Linked DNA regions of Gossypium hirsutum: region 1 is linked to region 2. The links are chromatin contacts, called in public Hi-C maps. All regions are on one chromosome and are shown on one strand. Each heading gives the region's core, a stretch centred on a gene start, on an enhancer-like site or on the middle of the called end of the contact. The rest is flanking DNA. Distances are from core to core; before and after follow the strand shown.

Region 1 (5,755 bases), core at 3,060-5,559, 260 kb after region 2:
TCTTTTTATTTATTTATTTCAAAACAAGTTTTATTTATGCATTATTATCTTTAAAATATATATGCAAGATAAAATTTGAAACAATTTTTATTTCAATTAAAATTTTATATTAAAAAATAATTTAAGAGTTAGCAATTAAATTTTATTATTAAATATTCAATCCAAATATTTGTTAAGAAATAAAGTTTATTATAAAAATTAAATACATGAATATTACCTTTTATTTAATAAGGGTAAATTTGTAAAATTTTATTCCATTCTTAGGAAATTATTTAGTGAATCAAACGTGATAATGTACATTCTTAAGATTTTATTCAATACCGTCTAATCTAAATCAAACGTTGTAAAATAAATTTTTCTCACAATCACATTTCAATAAACCACATTCCATTAAAATAATAACATTAAAAAACACCAAACGTTACCTAAAGAGATGATAAAGAGGGGAAATAATAACTATAGTGAAAGTTAATTAAGTATTTTTTAGGAGATATTAAAGGATAAATTAAAATTTTAATATTTTTATTTAGAAATTGTTGTTAATGTGATTATTATGAATTACAGGTTTAAAAAATAATATATTATATTTTTATGACACCAAAAATTACTTAAATCATTTTTGTTTGATACTCTAATTAAGGAAAAGGATGATCAAACCCCAATTGATATTTTTTAAAGCAAAGGAAGAGAAATTTATTGTGAAATGATTTTTATTTATTTTATAATCACAACTGGGTTAGTATTTTTTTTTTTGAAAAAAAACATATATATTTTAACAGATAATATAATATTTGACGCACTATAAATGCATAAATTTAATGTATTATCAGTGCATCACAATTGTCATAATATTAATGAAAAAAATAGAAAAAGATAAACATGAAACCATATATAACTGCAAGAACCACAACGGACCAATTTTTATATGATTATCCATATTCGTATTTAAATTTTCTAAATTTTAGTAAATCATAAAAATTTTTTAGTTTTGTCTGGTATAGGAGATGAGAAAATTATAAAAGAAGAAATTAATTTTAATTTTAATTAGGTTTAAATAAATTTTAAAATATTTATTAGAAATTCCTTTTAACATTTTCTATTTTACTTATTAGTAATTTGTGCCGTATCTCATCCTTTAATATATAAACTCATACCATAAACTGTTTTCCCCGCTCACTATTGGCTGGAAACATATTTGGTTAAAAGACATAAAACATCCATTTATATTCACATTTTAGGCAAAGTTAGGTGGATTGTATAGGCATAATTATATATGTCCTTGAGTTTTTTTTTAGGGTTAATGAGGGATATATATCGATTTTAAAAGAAATAGGGTTTTAGATTAGTTTATTTTAATTAAGGAAATAAGTTATTTTTTGAAGATTTCATTTTCTCATAGCACGTTAGCTGAAAACGCTCCTTACATGAGCTGTTTTTACTTTTTTCTTTTTTTCTTTTTTTAAATGTGGAAATCTTGATCATTTTAATAACGTTAATTAAAATTACATTATATGCTTCGATATTACATTGTTGATTAAGCATGGAATTTTCTTGGTAGAAAAAATGGTTAGAAAACAAACATTTTCTAGATCCTAGCAGATTTAGGAACAGAGAGGAATTATTAATTTGAAATTTAAGTCTAATCAATAAAAACAGAGGGGAATTATGAAAGGTTGGTGAATAGTTAGTGATGACAAAAACACCTCCTGCAATTAAGCTTTCCGCCCGCAGGAAAGAAGGTGAAAATACTTCCTTCAAAAACATCTATTTATTTAATATTTAAAAAAAATTAATTTAAAACCCTAAAATTTCTTTAAATCAGCATATACCCCTCATTAACCCTTTTTTTTAATCATTTAATAAAATTACAAATAGAAATGTTTTGACATGTTTTAGTGAAGTGAATTTTGTTGAAGTTGATTAAGTCCAAGTACAAAAGCCTTGAGATTACCCGCAACTCTAGAACTAGTCTCTTCTCCCATGGTTCTATGGTATATCTTCCTTAACCTTTCCTCCATTTCTTCATCTTTCATCACCTTTTTCACCGCTTCTTCAACATCTTTTTGACCCAACCCTTTCACTTTCACCCCAATTTTCCAAACCTTAACGATGTACTTACAATTCACGAATTGATCGCCGGCCACCGGATAGCATAGCAATCGTTTCCGGCATTGAATGGCTTCCATGGTCGAATTCCACCCACAATGCGTGAGATATAACCCCACGGCTTTATGTTGCAGAACTTGAAATTGTGGCGCCCATAAAACCAGTTTGCCTTGCTTGGAAACCGTCTCTGAATACCCATTTGGTAAACCATGACGCCATGATTCGGCCAAGACCCAAATAAATGGTCGGTTCAATGATTGGAGTGTTAATGCGAGGGTCTTGATTTTGGCGTCTCCGATGGGGCTAACCCAACTCCCGAACGAAATGTAGATGACTGAGTTAGGCTTTTGGTGGTCCAACCATTCTAAGCAGCTGGTATCTTCTTTCCAAAAGCTAGGGTTCTTTGGTGTTGTTAATGATGGTTCGGGCAATGGTCCGACTGGGAAAATAATAAGATTGTTGTGAGGTGGAGAGATGTAATCGTCGTCTTGGTATTCGTCATCGTGGATGATGGATTCTTGGGGAAAGGAATTGAGGAGGAGCCACCGGAGAGATGTTAAACGATCTAAGATTCTGATCCAGAATTTGAGTCTAGCTTTTCTTGAAGCTTGGGTTCCGATCAGCCATGGAAGATCTTCGGTTGATAGCAATGGCTGACTCGGTAGGGATGACACCGTACCTTCATGTCGGGGACACCCTGCAAAATTACCTTCATTTCATTTACTTGTTTGCTATAATGGGCTGAAATGAGTAGAGGTTTCCCATTTTTTCGACTATTATTCGATCCCGATGTAGTTGATCCAAAAATAATTATTTTATCAAGTAAAGCATAAAGATATTTAAATTTTTATATTTAAAAATAATAAAATACAATAATTTGATTTGACTTTTGATAGAATCCATGGGGCACATGTTAAATATCCAGAATCGTATCTATCTCATACTCGTGATTCAAATTGATTCAGACATTCAGTTTTTTGGGCTCACAAGTTTATTTTAAAGAAATTTTTAACTGGGATTTTGCATTTAATTTAGTTCTGCCCCAAGAGATTTCTCAACAATAAAAAAAAAGTTGAATAATGATATTTTAAAAAATAAAACAATAAAAATAATTTGCTATTATTTGGAAGTTACAATTTTTTTTAACTACCGAAATTAATAAATTTTAACATTAGAAAAATAAAAGAATTTTTATGTTTGGGTCAACCCATTTCGTGGCAGTGGAAAAAAAAAATATTTTCCCATGTGCTTTTGGTCAATATCATCGAGAACTAAAACGAATCGTATTGGTCAATCATTAACGGAAGCAAAAAGGTTAAAATATATTTTAGGTCCTTATATTCTTTATATATTTAAAATTTAATCTTTTTATTTTCAAAGAATTTAATTTTTTACCTTTTGGGATTTAAAATTTTTCAAAGATTTTTATTTTTATCATTGCAATATCAATGTTTTTGTTACTTAACTATCAATTGAATTTTTCACTTTAAAAATATAGATAAATTTAATATAAAAATTTTAACAAAACTAAATTTTTAAAAATAAAAATAAAGGTTGAAAAAAAAAACCAAGTGTTGGTAAATTTACCAGTTTCGGAAATCAGGTCAGCGTGGATCATCTCCGGTATGGAGGTGATCAACCGGTAAGTAGCTTGCATAGCCGGCCAGAATCCAGCAACAGGGATCCCACATCGAGTAGCAACTTGAATGGCCCAGGAAGCCAATAAATCAATAACCATACAAACTACTGTTCCATCGTCGTCTTCATCAAGTTCATGAAGGAGAGTCTCCAGATGGTTGGGCATGATATTCTCCATAGATTTCTCGATGGAAAAGAAATCATAAGGACCTTCTTCTCCGGAAAAGCCATCGGGTATGGACATAAACCTCATTTGGTAGTCGTTGAGGTCCATGTTGGCTACAATCCGACGGTGAATAAACTCAGGGGTTACTATGATGGGTTGCAACCCATGGGTAAGTAAAGCTAAGCCTAGCTTTAGCATGGGATTCACATGACCTTGTGCTGGATATGGAACCAGCAAGATTTTAGGCTTCTTCATAATACACTGAACTCCCATTTCTTTTGTCTGCGATGAATTAATTTGTGAAGGGAAGCACAAAGTAAGCGTTTATATAGGGGGAAAGGGAGGATAGTGATAAGCTCTCTGTAGCGTCAAATAAAGCACGTGGTGGAGATGTACCCTCAGTCTAATGGCTCTAAATCCTATGGCTATTACTTTATCCGACATATGTTTAAAATAATCTTACCGACTGCTGGTTAGGGAAGAGGGGTTTGATTTATCGAATGTAATATTATTGTTGATAATATTTTATTTTATAATGAAATAGTATTTGGATTATAAATATTTTGATTAACCAGTGGTAATATAGGATATAATTCCATTACGATTTATTTTTGAAGTTATTTTAGAGTACAGGAGTAATATTAATTTTTGGATTAATTTACCTTTTATTTTTATTATTTTAATTAATTTAAATTTTTTTCTTAAATAAAGTTTAAAACTAATTAAAAACAAATAAATAAAAAATTTTTAATATTAAATTAATAAATATCATACATTACAATTATAATTTATTTAATAATATATTAATTATGAGCATAAATATAATTATGTTTAATGTTGCAATCGCTTTTCATGAATTATTATAACTATAATTTATAAATTTATCTTCACATCATATATTTACTGATTAATATAAAAATTGTAATAAAAAGTAAAAATTTATCATAATTTTATGAAAATTGAAATTAAAAAAATATTAAATGAACTAAGCTTTTTAAAAAGATAAATTTTATAACATGGGCAATTGAGTAATATATAATTTTAAGTAATGTTACATTTTGTCAACTAAACACATGAATATTACTTTTCAACTAAATGAATCTTACATTCTACCCATAATCTTACATCCCATAATCGTATTACGAAACGTAATCTAAAATTTAACGAATTAAACACATTAATAAAATTTTATATAATTAATTAAAATATTATTATTGAATAATAATTTGATTCCAACCACCCAAATTTAAATTTTTTGTCGGACGTCCAAAAGAGGTCAACAAAGTTTAATACTTACATAGATATAGAAGATTAATTGTTCTTCTTGCGCATTGAAAAAATTAGTTTCTTTATTTTCAATTTTGAGAATTTAGTTTAGTTTGATATAAAAAAGTTCAATTAATAAGTCTATTAAAGGATCTCCATTTAATTGAATTATCAAATAGTTTTAAAATATGAAAAAAATACACACATTACTCATATTACAACAATGTAACTGTGTAAGCAAATAAAAATGTTGAATTTGAAATGTAACACCTCAAAATTTTAAGTTTTAACTGGGAAAAACCTGTAATAATTAATTTCTATATCTGTGGTTCTATGTTCTGCTTCTGAGTTTAAAGTCTAGGGTTCAAATCGCATTATCAAAGTTTTATTGTTTTTAAAACAACCCATAAGCAAGCTTTGCCGCTTAAATTCAATTCGTTGTGTTATTATGACAAGAATGAGCCTGCTGGTTCCCTAGTTAGGCATTTGTTTGTATTCTGTCTGGTACTGAGTTCGAATCCCATCGTATGTGTTAGAGGGTATTATTTTTTGCTATTGTCAGAAGAAGGTGGTTAAGCT
Region 2 (5,922 bases), core at 851-3,350:
TGAAGATGTTTTGGGGATAGGACACTCCATGGGTTGGTCTAGTATTCTTATTCCAGGATCCGGGGAACCCAACTTTGATTCTTGGGTGGCAAACCCATTCGAAACATCTAAACAGAGGCGAGAGAAGGAAGTGCACTCTCTGCTCGACAAGCTTCCACCCGAAACAATAATGTTGGACCCAACCAAGGTTGGTACAGTGAGAGCACCACAAAAGAAAGAGAAGCCAACGAAGAAGGAGATAGAAGCTGAAATGGAAGCTGCCATTGAAACTGCAAAGGATACCGACTTTAAAAAGAAAACAAAGGGAAGGAACAAGCCGAGTAAGAGAGCAAAGAAGAGACAAGAGATGATTGAAAGAGCCAAGAAACCGTTCTTGGAACAGCAAATACAGGAACATGAAAGGTCTAGAAAGAAGCAGAAAACCAATCCGGAAACTGAAATGCCGAAAAGTTTACAGCGGTTTGTTCGTCAGAAAGCAGCTTAATTATCTTTGATACGATTGCATTAGCCTTTCTAGAAGATCAACCTGTTTTCGTCTTTCCCACAATTTTTTGCTCATCTGACCTAAAGAAGAATTGAAGCCAGGTAGAGGTAGGCACCATTGAAGTGTATTCTCACTGTTCTATACATACAGAAAAGGAAGCTAGAATTTGCTTAATTTTGTTGTGTTTAGCATGGAACTTGTATCTTGTAGAATGAATGCCAGAAAACTGGTTTTTAAATCTCGTGTTGAGAATTGGCTTTGGGTATTTGTTCGTACTTTTTTCATGGTATTTTGTGTTGAGATTGTATTTATATCATTCTAGCGGTGGATTTGAGTTATGTTTCAGTATTATAGTTTGAAATAGAGTTTGGGTGGTTCAATATTAACGTCTCCCGAGTGCTTCGAGGTTAGGGCACTCTTTTTAGAACAACACCGGACTGATCGGGCTATAATTTGGAGTAAGGGTTGAACAGAATGATGATTTATGAAGGGTATGAACAGATTATTGGTTAAATTAGTGGTTAAATCGATGATTATTTTTTTATAAATTATTTAATTAAATTAGAAAATTTGATTAGATTAGAAATGGATAGTTTGATTAATTTGATCACCTATTAGTATGAATTGCTAGATTTTTTATAATAAATGTTGTATGCTGTCTATTGAGTCTTAGGATAGTTAAAAAGTGTTGTGAAAAAATAATTTTAAAAATTACTCTTGAAAAATAAAATGTTTATTTTAGACATGGTGATAATAATGTAACAAATATGTATTTTTAGTTAATATTATGATAGTTTAGTAAGAATATAAAAATAATTTTTTAATATTTTAATATATAAAATATAAATTTTAAATATTTTTTAAACAATTAATACTAATTTTTTATAAAATTTAATTTGAATATATAAATTATATTTTAACATTTAAAATATAATCAATAAAAATTTAAATATATAATATTATATATTTAAAATAAATTTCAATAGTAAGGTAATTATATATATAAATATTATATAAAATATTTTATAATAGTTAAAATTATCTTTTATTTTTAAAAATACTTTTGCCAAAAGCAAAAGTTAAAAAAAATTCAAAAGTATTTTTCAAAAACACTTTCGATGTTGGAAGTTATCTGTTTAATATTGTTTTGACAAAAACACTTTTGACCCCTAAACACTTTTGAGAAGTAATGTTAAACTAAAAGTCAGTTTAGCATTATTAGAAGCATATTTGGAACAAAAAAACACTTTTAAGTAAAAAGACAAAAAAAAATTCTTTGAAAAAATATTTTTTGACAAAAAATTTTAGCTTTTATTTAAAAGTGTTTTTTTAGTACTTTTAAAAAATATTACTAAATAGTTTTAAGCTTTAATTTAGTTGACATCAACATTATTACTTAAGTAAAAGGACTTGAGTTCAAGTGTATTAAAATATATTATTCTTCTACTTAAAATTTAGAATGAATTATTAGTAATTTTAAATATTATATTAAAAAAATTATAAGTTGAATTTGATTTCTTAAAAAGAACAGTTTGCTGGCTGGCACTTAATTGGATGTTTGAATTTTTTTTTTCTTTCTTATATACCGATAAACACGGCTTTTGTTGAAACATAACTCTTATCTTTGAGTTGCGTATTGGTTTGGCAAAATATCTTACCAGAAAATGGAAACGTGAAAAACATGATTGGGTTTTGGATCATGCACTTACACCCATTATTATTATTATTATTTTCTTTCTTCTTTTTGGACTCATCTCCATCTTTGTATACCATTGCCAATTTGCCATTGCTTTCAATCCAAACACAATGTCGTGGATTTCCTTGTTTTTTCTTGGTAAATTGCCTCACTTTGTCGGAAGAAGAAGCTAAAAGCTGTCCCGTTGCTGCTAGCTCAATCCCCCACTTTCAGCATTAACCAAGGCTCAACAATACTTAATAACCCTTATAATATATAAAAGCTATTATCAGTTCCCATATGAAGAATTGAAATAAGCAGAGGAAAGTGAGTGAAAAAAAAAATGGATAAAACCCAGAGTATTCCAACCATTGATCTTTCAGATTTTCCAGCACAGTATGAGAAACTAAGGCGATCATCTGAAGAATGGGGTTGTTTCAGGGTAGTCAACCACAACATCCCTTTTGAATTGATGCAGGAAATGAAGAAAGTTGTGAGATCATTGCTTGACCTCCCCATCCAAATCAAGCAAAACAACGTCGATGTCATTGCCGGCAGTGGTTATTGGGCTCCCAGTCCTAAAAACCCTCTTTATGAAGCATTGGGTCTCTATGATATGGCCTCCTCCCAGGCTATTCATACCTTCTGCTCTCAGTTGGATGCCTCTCCTTCACAAAGGTCTGCCCCCCCCCTCCTTTTGATTTTGTCTACATGGGATTGTTCTTGTTCGATTTTAGATTTTGAATACCCAATTTGAAGTTCATATGATTCGACATGTTCAAATGAAATTCGGTTTGATTTATATTGACCCAGAGACGCAGTAGAGAAGTATGCTAAAGCAATACATGAGGTAATCATGGATATAGGTGGAAAAATAGCAGAGAGTATGGGATTGAAGGGTGATTACTGCAAGGAATGGCCTTGCCAATTTAGGATAAATAAGTACCATTTCACCCCTCAATCTGTAGGCTCGGCTGGGGTCCAATTACACACTGATTCTGGCTTCTTAACAATACTTCAAGACGATGAGAATGTTGGTGGACTTGAAGTGATGGACAAATCTGGTGAATTTGTAGCTGTTGATCCCTTGCCTGGCAGCCTCCTTGTCAATCTTGGGGATATGGCCACGGTGAGCTAATCATCCCTTTCTTTAGATGTGGCAGTTCGTGTATTCTCGTGTCGTAATCTTGTTGATTCTGATTCAGGTATGGAGCAATGGAAGGTTACACACGGTGAAGCACAGAGTGCAATGCAAGGAGGCGAAAACTAGAGTGTCGATCGCCACGTTCCTCTTGGGACCGGAAGAGGAAGCGGTGGATCCGCCACCGGAACTGGTGGATTCGGACCACCCGCGACTTTACAACTCGTTCACGTACGAGGAGTACAGGAAGCTGCGGCTGTCGACGAAATTGCAAGCTGGTGAGGCTCTTGCACTTGTACGTACCTGATCTTAAAGAAAGATTGTGTAAAGCATATTGCAATGTAATGAAAGTCCTCCCCTTCTACCCTTTGTTTGATGAATAAAGCATGAATTTGAATTTCCCTAGAAATGAAGTAAAAAGTAAAAATAGTCCATACTCATTTCCAACATATAATGACTGTATATTCCATTGCAAAACGGGTTGCCTGAACCTCCGGATTTGCATTTTTGCGGAGAAATTGGACCTAAAATTCAGATTGGCCTTAAAATCTCTAAGATGTGGCAAGAGGTAAATGTATCATGACTTTGTATTTTGCTCCTTCTGATAAAAAAAAAAGACTGACGCGACTAATTGAATAATCAGATAGTGACTTGTGGTATGTTATGTATACCTTATGCCGATGTATGAGGATCAATTTTTAGCTGTAGAAATGGATAAAATTCTTAAAATGATCAATTTATTTTTTGATCTAATGTACTGGGATTAATTGTTCATTTTTTAGTAGAAGGGCTAAATTGCAAATTGTGGCAAGACTTGAACATATTTTGTTGCTATTGTTGCTATTGATGATGAAAATCTTTTAACAATAAAAATGGATAAATTTTTTAATAGAATGATGAATTATTCTTTAATCTAATGTATAATGATTACTTTACTTATATTTTTAATAGAAGAGTCCAAATATAATCCCTTATGATCTCAAGATTTGAACAGATTTTGTTGCTATTGACCTTTAAAAAAGTGATACTGTTTGTTAGCTAAGCTATGTACAAGTTATATTAATCTTGTATTTGTTTATAAATGCGGCTAAATTACGCAGCAGGAAAAAGAAGTAGGTTTAATTAAATCCAAGGCTTCATCCAATTATTTCATTAAATATTTTGTAAATTTTGAATTCTGTTGACTATTGCTATTTGTCTCTCCTTCATATGGGTTAAACTATATATTTATACGATATAATTACTGTTCATAAATATAATATTATAGGTAAATTCTTATGTATTTTGATACATACCCTATTTTAAGATTAACGCGTGTTTATACGATGTAGGTTTGCTTATATGATAGTGCAAACCCACATCATGCAGTCTGATAGAAATGTATGAATACCTTACATACCAACCTAAAGTACGAATCATGTAGAGTGTGGTTCAATACCCAATCAAATGGTGGGTCGATAAATAACATAACAAATTCAATTTTTATTATTTATGTTTATTTATTTTCAAACTATGTCCTTTGTTAGGAAAACAAATTTCATATTAATGGAATAAGATATTTATACTAGCATATATTTATGGACCACGTGTATATTTTCTATACAATCTTAATTTTTACCCATAATTTTCTTAAATCTTTAAATTGAAAAAGCATACTTAAAAATGTTCACATTTTCTTTTTTGATGTAATAATAATAATACTTATTGAACTAAAGCTCAATCATTATTTATGAGCATATTTTAGAGAATGTGACTCTTTTTGGAAGATAAAATGTCAAAAAAATTACGGATGTATAATTTAAGGACCATAACACTAATATATAATTTTTATATATTAACCTTAATTTTTAATCAACTCTTCATCACCAAGAATTGTTTTGAATTGATCATCTATTAGAAATTAGTTATTAGAGTATTTACACATATTTGACTCATACTTTATTTAATAATTAAAATTAAATAAATTTTAACCATATCAAATCACCTTTAATTTGGACTAACCTTTTATAATAGTAAATAATAATATATAATTATTTTTACAACATATACTTTATGTACATATATTTCAATAATCTCCCACTTGGACCTGACTCCCCAACACACATATCTTTAGAATTGTTAAAAGTGACTTTAAAATATTTTTAATATTTTGATATATATATGAAATTCCATATTAAAATTTTAAAAATTTAATCTAGATATATAAATAATCATTTTATATATATATATATTGAAATACGTTATTTATATATATGTTTTTTCATAAAATTTTGATATATTAATTTTTGTTTTACATATTAGTCATTTTGTGTAATTACATTTTTTTAGATTTTATATTATATTTTAATTACCTTTTATATATCATATTGGTATATGAATAATATTATCGAAATTAGTATGGCATTAATAGCCATTGTTGGAATTACCTTCAAAAGGAAAGTCCAGTCAGAATTTTGGATCAGTAGATTATTTTTTATCTTTATTTTACCTGTTTGATTTGTTGATTAGTGGTAAAAAGTAAGGTAAATTTTTACAGTACATCCAATACAAATGTCACTCTTATTTTTTTCATTTAAATACTTTTTTAAATTTGCGTTAAGGTTAACTCCGATTATATTAAAA

Evidence for each region. A called contact is a pair of places that touch in the nucleus more often than the background predicts.
Region 1: a Hi-C map of leaf shows a contact between it and region 2, with 2.3 times the contacts expected there. The contact joins the promoter of LOC107948556 here to the promoter of LOC107948552 in region 2. A contact is called at or near these places in 5 of 34 Hi-C or Micro-C datasets (callus and leaf).

The regions. Positions count from the first base shown.
Region 1 is chrA07:85,296,534-85,302,288 of Gossypium_hirsutum_v2.1, forward strand. LOC107948556 (UDP-glycosyltransferase 82A1) reads right to left here and starts at 4,310. Exons shown (of 2, transcript XM_016883143.2): 1 at 3,694-4,310; 2 at 1,827-2,803. The coding sequence starts at 4,183. The coding sequence ends at 1,893.
Region 2 is chrA07:85,042,968-85,048,889 of Gossypium_hirsutum_v2.1, forward strand. It overlaps LOC107948552 (2-oxoglutarate-dependent dioxygenase DAO), which reads left to right and starts at 2,101. Exons shown (of 3, transcript XM_016883139.2): 1 at 2,101-2,837; 2 at 2,973-3,288; 3 at 3,365-3,709. The coding sequence starts at 2,503. The coding sequence ends at 3,607. LOC107948551 (probable U3 small nucleolar RNA-associated protein 7) reads left to right here. Exons shown (of 7, transcript XM_016883138.2): 7 at 1-822. The coding sequence ends at 484.